2 separate regions of the Mus musculus genome follow, and region 1 is linked to region 2. Evidence: chromatin contacts called from public Hi-C data. All regions are on one chromosome and are shown on one strand. Each heading gives the region's core, a stretch centred on a gene start, on an enhancer-like site or on the middle of the called end of the contact. The rest is flanking DNA. Distances are from core to core; before and after follow the strand shown.

The links. Hi-C and Micro-C count contacts between places; a contact is called where the count stands out from the background.
Region 1: a Hi-C map of cortical neurons shows a contact between it and region 2, with 4 times the contacts expected there. The contact joins two enhancer-like sites. A contact is called at or near these places in 4 of 484 Hi-C or Micro-C datasets (cortical neurons, embryonic stem cells and neural progenitor cells).

What each region holds. Positions count from the first base shown.
Region 1 is chr3:137,750,402-137,754,683 of GRCm38.p6, forward strand. No RefSeq gene overlaps it. Among named protein-coding and RNA genes, the nearest start is that of Mir6380, 31 kb to the right of the region's middle. Within about 2 kb of position 2,615, at least 96 of the 459 cell types and tissues checked have an H3K27ac peak or open chromatin away from gene starts, as enhancers often do. A contact at or near this core is called in cortical neurons, where this site is marked.
Region 2 is chr3:137,018,728-137,022,618 of GRCm38.p6, forward strand. No RefSeq gene overlaps it. Among named protein-coding and RNA genes, the nearest start is that of Gm26107, 47 kb to the right of the region's middle. Within about 2 kb of position 1,439, at least 8 of the 459 cell types and tissues checked have an H3K27ac peak or open chromatin away from gene starts, as enhancers often do. A contact at or near this core is called in cortical neurons, where this site is marked.

The DNA.
Region 1 (4,282 bases), core at 1,365-3,864, 730 kb after region 2:
TGACCCCTGGAAGAGCAGTGAGTGCTCTTAACTACTGAGCCATCTCTCCAGCCCCGTCCTTACTTTTCTTATTGTTGTGACAAAAGCAACCGATGTGGTGGTTTGAATATCCTTGGCCCAGGGAGTGGCACTATTAGGAGGTGTGACCTTGATGGAGAAAGTGGGTCACTGTTGGGGTAGGCTTTGAGACCTTTCTAGCTGCCTGGAAGACAATCTTTTCCTGGTTGCCTTCAGAACAAGACGTAGAACTCTCAGCAGTGCCATACCTGCCAAGACGCTGCCAGGTTTCCCACCATGATGATAATTAACTGAACCTCCAAGCCTGTAAGCTAACCCCAATGAAATGTTGTCCGTTGTGAGAGTTGCCTTGGTCATGGTGTCTCTTCACAGCGGCAAAACCCTATCTGAGACAAAAGTAAAGACTTGTTTTGCCACACAGTTTGAGGGACTGCCCACAATGGCAGGCAAGTGTAATGTCAGGGCAAACGTGAGGTGACGTCACATTGTGTCTGTGTGAAAAAAAGCCAAGAGAGATGAAAGTTCTGCTCTGTTCGCTTTCTCCTTTTGGAAGTTCAGTGTTATTTTATGTGCCTGAGTGCTTTGCCTGAGTGTACACATGGGCACCACTGGCATACAGAGAATCTAGAAGAGGCATTAAGTCACCTGAAACCAGAATTACTGGCAATGTGAGCTGCCAGTATGGTGGCAGGAAGCAAAGTCTGACCGTCTGCAAGAGCAGTAAGTGCTCTTAACTGCTGTGCCCTCTCTCATCCCCGACACACACACACACACACACACACACACACCCAGGCTCCAATTTCTCCTTTGTGTTCAATCAGATCCCAGCCTATGGGAGAGCTGGACATACTCAGGGTAGTCCTTCCCATCTCACTTAAACATTTCTGGAAACACCCTCACAGACACACCCAAGGGTGTGATTCTAAACCCAGTCAAGTTGACAAAGAAGCTGAACCATCACCACTGTGAAGATTTCACTCACAGGCAAGTGACTAAAAACTACAGAGCATGGGATTTGACCACCGGTCCTTCTGGTTCTAACTCGGTCCTCACTGGGCTCGGCTCGCTGCACTGCGCCTCACTTTCTAGTTTGACTTTGAGGACTCTGACCAAATGGACTATTCATAGTTTTACATGAAGCTTTTCAAGAATGAAACAAAAATCCCTGAAGGTGAAGCAGCTCCTGTCAAAACAGCAAAAGAAAGCCTGAAGGAAAAAAAAACATGTATTAATGCCCCATAGGACATTAATGGCTCTCTGTCCGACTTCGGAGTCATGGCACCTTCATGAGGTGCTTTGGTCTGTGAAGTGCCTACAGTTTGATTTCTTGGTTTATGCTTTTAGTGCACGGACTTCATTTACTTATCTGGGATGTGGGCTTAAGCTGAAGAAGTCTGGGATGCAGGCAGTGGGCCCATCGCCGTTCTGAAAGCATCATTGAATTCTGACTCACCATTTATAGACACTGCCCTGGGCACTGTGTCACTCCCCTCACACCCCATGTCCCGGGTCACTATACCCCTTTTTGGTGCCTGCAATGTGATGACGAGCCATGTCATCAGATAAACTGCTCTCTTCTCTTCATTTACTTGATGTAAATACAGCCGGTGGATGTCACACCAATCAAACAACGCCCGCCCTTCGGCTAGCCAGTGCTTTTCTGCTACTTTGTTGTAAGCACATTGGACCCTCTGAGTCAGGCAAGATACATTGTAGACAACTGCTGGTTAACTCACATCTGAGTGGTTAAATTTAGACTTTATTCTACTGTCCTGAAAAGGGCTAGTTCCCCTTGGAATGTGGGTTTTGTTCCATTCTTGCCAAGTTTCCTGTAAAACTTTTTTTTTTGTTTTGGTTTTGATTTGTTGTTGTTGATGATGGGATGTTTTTGTTTGTTTGTTTGTTTGGGGGGTGTGTTTTTTGTTTTGGTTGGTTGGTTTTGGTTTTTCGAGACAGGGTTTTTCCTTATAGCCCTGGCTGTCCTGGAACTCACTCTGTAGACCAGGCTGACCTAGAACTCAGAAATTGGCCTGCCTCTGCCTCCCAAGAGAGAGGCAAGCCGCACAGGTAGCAGATCCCAGACTGTGGTTCTGGGACTGGCCAATGGAGGGCTCCACGGGCCAATTGCAAGCTGTCTGACTGAAGGCTCTGATCTCTCTCAATGTCTCTGCTAAACTGAGCATTTTTAACAACTTCGTACAGTCGCTGTGAAGCATACAGCGCATATTAGTATTTCACATGTGTTCCTTTCCTTCTCTTCTACCCCAGCCCCAACCCCCAAAATTAACGTTGCCAATTAAATTTGCCAAATAAGGCAAAGGCTACTGAGGTCGATTGCAGCTGCAAGATTAAGTCTCTCTGTCCCACCCAAGTGCTTAAGAAGTGTCCGGCACAATCCAAACTCCAAAGGATGTTAAATGCTGTTCCCCTGCCACCCACTCTAGCCGCCAGGGCCCCAATGCACATTAAAATAAGATTAGGGCAATGATTTAAGCTGAAAATTGGGCTGCCAGAGAAAGCACCGGCCTCACTCCTGGGGGATTAACTATACCTATGGGTACAGAGGCAGGCGCCTCCGGCTAGCTGACGTCAGCGCCCCCGGGTTGTTTTTGCCCCCCGCAGTGTGGGAAGGAATGGGAGTGGGGAGGATGCCGGAGTGCAGTGCCTCGCCAGCGCTAACATAGCCCACTGGCGCCCTCTCGTGGTACTCAGTCGAGTTGTTTCCTTTAAGAAAACAAAGCCAGGAGCCTCCGAATAGATAACTAATGGGACTTCCATACTTGTCCTCCTTCTCTTCCCAGGGTATGGAGAGTTTCCCAGCACGGTCACGGTCACAGAAAGCTGCTGATGAGAGAGTACTGGTACTGCTTTGTGGCAGACCTGAACAAACATCCAGTTTAGGAAGTGATAAGGACTTCAATATTTGGAGAGAGTTCTGGAATGTTCTTAGCAGTCTTCACAAAGAAAGCAGACTGCAGCAGAGGAGAGAGATTTAGACTGCCCTCCGTGAGCCAGCTTCTCATGGCGACAGCCTGGCTGACACTGCAAATGAGGCCCTGTGTTAGATCCACTCCACAGACTTAAGACAAGGCGTGGACCAGAGTCTCCAACAGCCTTGCTCAACAACAAAACAACAAACAGGAGGCAGTTACAGCTCCCGCCTTTCTACTTCCTGTGTCTATTTCACGAATCATGCCGAAAATAAGCAGTTAAGCTCTATCGTGCTGAGGAATAAATAATAAATGATTCTGACTCGACAGCAGGCAGATCTGGAGAGGAGAAATATTTTGTACACGCTGCCTTACTTCAGCAGGTGAGAGGAAGAAGACGCGTTCTGCAGACCTCCACCTGCCAATGAAGCACTGTGGTTCACAGGAGACAACATTCACTCACATCCCAACACAACCAGAAACATACACACACGTGTACACACACACATACATAGACACACAGTCATACACATCACACACACAGACACACACAGACACACACAAACATATACACACACATACACACATGCATAAACACACAGTTACACATACACACACAAACATATACACACACATACAAACATGCATAAACACACAGTTACACACATACACACAAACATATACACACACATACACACATGCATAAACACACAGTTACACATACACACACACCAGAAATGTAACTTGGTAATGTTTGATTAAGGAAACAGGAAGCCATTAGCTATCTCTGAACTCTGAGCTCCTGTTACAAACCACCACATCAACAAACTGAACGAGTATTTATTTGTTCACTTATTTATTTTGAAACATATTGGTTCCCTGAAGCCCAGTCTGGCCTTGAACTCCTGGTTGTCCTGCATCTGCCTTCTGAGTTCTGTGCATTCATACCTAAGCCACCACACATAACAGGTGTATATGTTTTGTCACAGAAAGCAGGGAGTTCAGTCCATCATCAACAGCCCCATCCTTCAACCAGTTATAGGCAGCCTCCTGCACTGGTTTGCCTTCTGTTGATATGATAAAACATCAAGCAAAAAAAACAAGTGGGGAAGGAAAGTTTTACCTTACCACTTATAGCTCACCATGAAGGAAACTCAGGGTAGAAACTAAGGACGACCCACGAAGACAAAGGGAGCAGAAGAGCAATCGGGGCCTGGATGGCTGTGAACTTCTGGGACTTAGCTTCAGAGAGATAGCTCATCGTATTGCTACAGGGGTGAATTATATAAGAGTTCTGAGGGTTGCCTACAGGAAGAGCTGATTGGTCACAAAAC
Region 2 (3,891 bases), core at 189-2,688:
CTTGGAAACAATTGGGTTGACCTGGTTGATGAAAATAATTTACTTGTCTTTCAGTCAGGATTTCATCCTACTCAAGTCCAACCCAAAGCTTGTGATCACTTATTTCCCACATTTCCACATGACAAAACTAGCCCTCACAAACTCTCAGCTGGATACTATATATATGATACAAGGATCAAATTAAGTTTGGGGTTATGTTCTATATATTTCTGTAGTATAATTTAGCAAATTATTGTAAATAATAAAATTTCCTAAAGATTGTAAATATTTTTCAATGCACCCAAAACAAAACTAAGTATACTTTTTATGTAATTAAATCCAAATTGCCATTTATTGTAAAATATATCATTTTTATGTATCATTATCAATGAAAAACCTGCAAAAAATTAAACCAGGCTTTAGGATTCATTTTTATTGATACTCTGAATATTTGCTACTTGGTATGTATATAAAGTAAGATCTTCAAGCTACACATATTGGTTAAGATATTCCTAAGCTTAACAGATTCTACTTTTTATAAATTTTTGATTTGGTTGTTTACATTGTTAATTGCAGCTTGCTTTTCTGGTGTGTGTGTGTGTGTGTGTGTGTGTGTGTGTGTGTGTGCATGCTGTGAGTCAATTCTCTTCTTCTACCTTGTGAGATGTAGGTTTCAGGGATGGAGCTCAGATCCGCAGGCTTGGTAGCAAATTCCTTTACCAGCTGAACCATCTCACTAGCCACAAATCTGGTTTTTGATGCTTGTGACTTCCAATGATCTTTCCCTTTTCTGGCTAAGCAAGACCAGCAGCACAGTAAAGCTTCACTATTATTTGGCAAATTTTTCTTCTAGGCCCAGATGTGCCCTTTGCCAACCTCAGTATTTGAGCATGGGTAAATATTCCCAAAGTTCTTCAAGGGATTTTATAGGTAGGATGAGAGGTTGTAGTCATTCATTTTTACTTCTTGACTATGAAAGATGATTGTGTACAAGCAGGTAATCATATTTATGCCATTACTGACATCCACCTAGACATCATAGTTTTCTAGACTCATTCTTACTTTAGATGTGTGAATAATGGTTAATCGTCCCCAAATGTATTTTAGTACTGTTTAAATATAGGGATATTTGTTAAATTTGTATACATCAGTGGATTTAAAAGAGTGATTTAATTTTTAAATGAAATTAGTCACACATATGGAGCTGTGGTGTTACATAAAAAGATGATTGGAGATTTGTCTCAGGAGTTCTGGTCCAGATTTTGTGATGAAATCATTTTAATTTCACCAGTCTACATCCTAGAGCCATCATGTGAAGGCTAAGGGAAGTTCAACACTAATTGCCAAGGCTCTCAAAAGCAACAAGACTGGAGTTTGAAATCATTAGTCCAGATTCTCATCCAAGACAAAAATCCCTTGGACCACAACTCTGCCTAGAGACTTGAATTTGTCTGATGAAATCTGGCACAAGCCCTGCATAATCGAAGCAGAACACTTGGGGGATGATAATGCTCAATCTGCGTTTATTTGAGAAGAAATTGTCCATATGCAAAGTCTCCGAGGCCTGGAGAGAAAGTAATCACAGAGATTAACCCAAGAGTTCATTTGTATAGAAAGAACTAGACCCTTGGAGATTTCAAGTATTTTTCTTTCCTCCTGAATATTGACAAAGAACCAGAGACATAATGCTGGAAGGAAATTAGATTGCAAAATGGTTAATCCTCCCCAAATGGAAATCTGGTAAAGAATTTATGCATGGAGCCTGAAATATACACAGCAGAGCCAAGTGACTCAGTCCATTTAGAAAAAAAGAAAGAAATTTAATTAAATGCAATGCTATGGAGAAAAGAGGAGATATGCTATCTTGATTTCAAAGATATATAGAATCACTGTAAATATAATATGCAAGTAATGTTATTTTCCTTCTTGTTCTGCAGGCAAACCATGCAATATAAACTATTTATTGTTTTATCATTATGGCTGTTTATTCAAATTCTTTTGTAGCTAGTCTTCAAAAAACACACACCCCATTTGTTTATTAAGGCAGTTATATGCTAAGAAAGTAGCATAAACATGAAGAATGGTTGCTAAGATTTTGTGTTTCACTGTTTCTTTTCTTTTGGACTTTGAACAAATAAATAATTGTAATCATTGAGGAGCACTGAGCTTTTTGTGGAGAACAGGTTCATCATACCTGAGGTTAAATGGCTCAAAGACCTGCTGCAGATGGCTTAACAATGATGAGATTACAAACAAACAAACAAACAAACAAACAACTCTTGAGCATAGCTCAGCTCCTAGAAGCTATTCAAGAGTGACAGCCATTGCAATAAGCAATAACAGAGAGTGTAAGGACCTACAATTTGATAGGGGAAGGACAGGAAGTGGGATAGACAGGCTTTATGGACAGTCTTGTGAGAAACAGTGTCCTATACTAGATGTTTCCAATGCTAAGAGGTATGTGAAAGCTTTATAAAACATTTCTCTGAAAATTGTGGGCATAATTGGAGGGACTGAATTTGGCATCACATGATCCAGCATGAAGGGACACAAATGGCCAGCCTGTCTGAAGGACAAAGGAGCTCGAGTTGGTGGGTATATCAGTTGTCAGTCTGTTCCTGGGGATAGACCGTTGTTTCCACTTAGCTCAGCTGTGCCTACTGAGCTTTGACTTTCCTTTATAGGTCACTAGGAAAGGAAGAGAGTCATCTTTGAATCAAGTCTCCACTTTTGGAGAATATATGAAATGAACTGGAATCGACTTGTTCCCCCATAAGTTTATAAACATTCACCATACATGAGTCTGACATTCAGCCCAGGCCTAGATGACTCATATCTTGGGACCTAGAAGCACTATAGACCAAATCTTATCATGATTTCCTCCCTTTGTTTAATGGTGTGTTCTCTAGTATCAAGAGCAAATTGTACAACTCCTATTCCTGCCACATCTTGTATTTCTCACTTAAAATTTAAGTATCTTTCCTTTCAGGCTATTGAAAAGCTGATGTGCTGTTCCTAATTTATTTACTACAATGCTTCTGAAAAACATGTCATTAGTTAACTATTGTGATATGGTTCTCTTAATCAAAGATTTATTGGGGCAGTTTAGAAACAGTCAGATATATGCTATCCCCCCTATCTGTGAGATGTTTGCCATAAGCAACTGTGTGTGGAAGATTTATGCTGACTTACTCTACATTGTCTTGACTGATTAATTTTTATCAACCATAACAAAAATCTCCTTGCCAATGCATTATGCATATGAGCTTCATACATGAATAATTTTTTCTTTTATCTTAATTTACCACTATCCAGATATTTTAAAAATATTCAAAAGAAAGCAATTAATACAGGATTTCTTTATGTGAAGTTTCTGTGACATTTTTCTGTTGAGAAACCCCAGTGTGCAATCAAAAATTGTCCAAGAGTGACATCATTTTCTGGGCTTCCTGAGTAGAGATGAGATTAGCCACCATTATCACTGTCTTTTGCCACAGAGAGTTTTTGATCAGGAAAAAAAAGAATCATAGTTTGAAAACAAAATTTCCAATAGATGATGGTAAACAGTCTCACAATATCCAAAGGGCAGTATAGAGTCCTATTCTTTGCTGTGCATATTTTATTTCCTCTGTCTGAGGTTTTCAAATGAATACAGATAGAAGTGACATTTTCATACCTGAATGGCAAAGCACAGGTGAACCATGAGGCGTGAACAACACGAACAGTCATGACACAAAGAACTGAATTTTAATTCACAAAGAAAGACATGTTTCAATAAACTCCAGGGTCCTTTCAGTGAATATGAAAAGAAATGTTAACTCTCAGAAGTACTAACAGATACAGAACCTTGTCCTTTCACTTTTTAAATATCTGATATTGACATTTATAGTAAAACAAAAAAAGGAGAGAGAG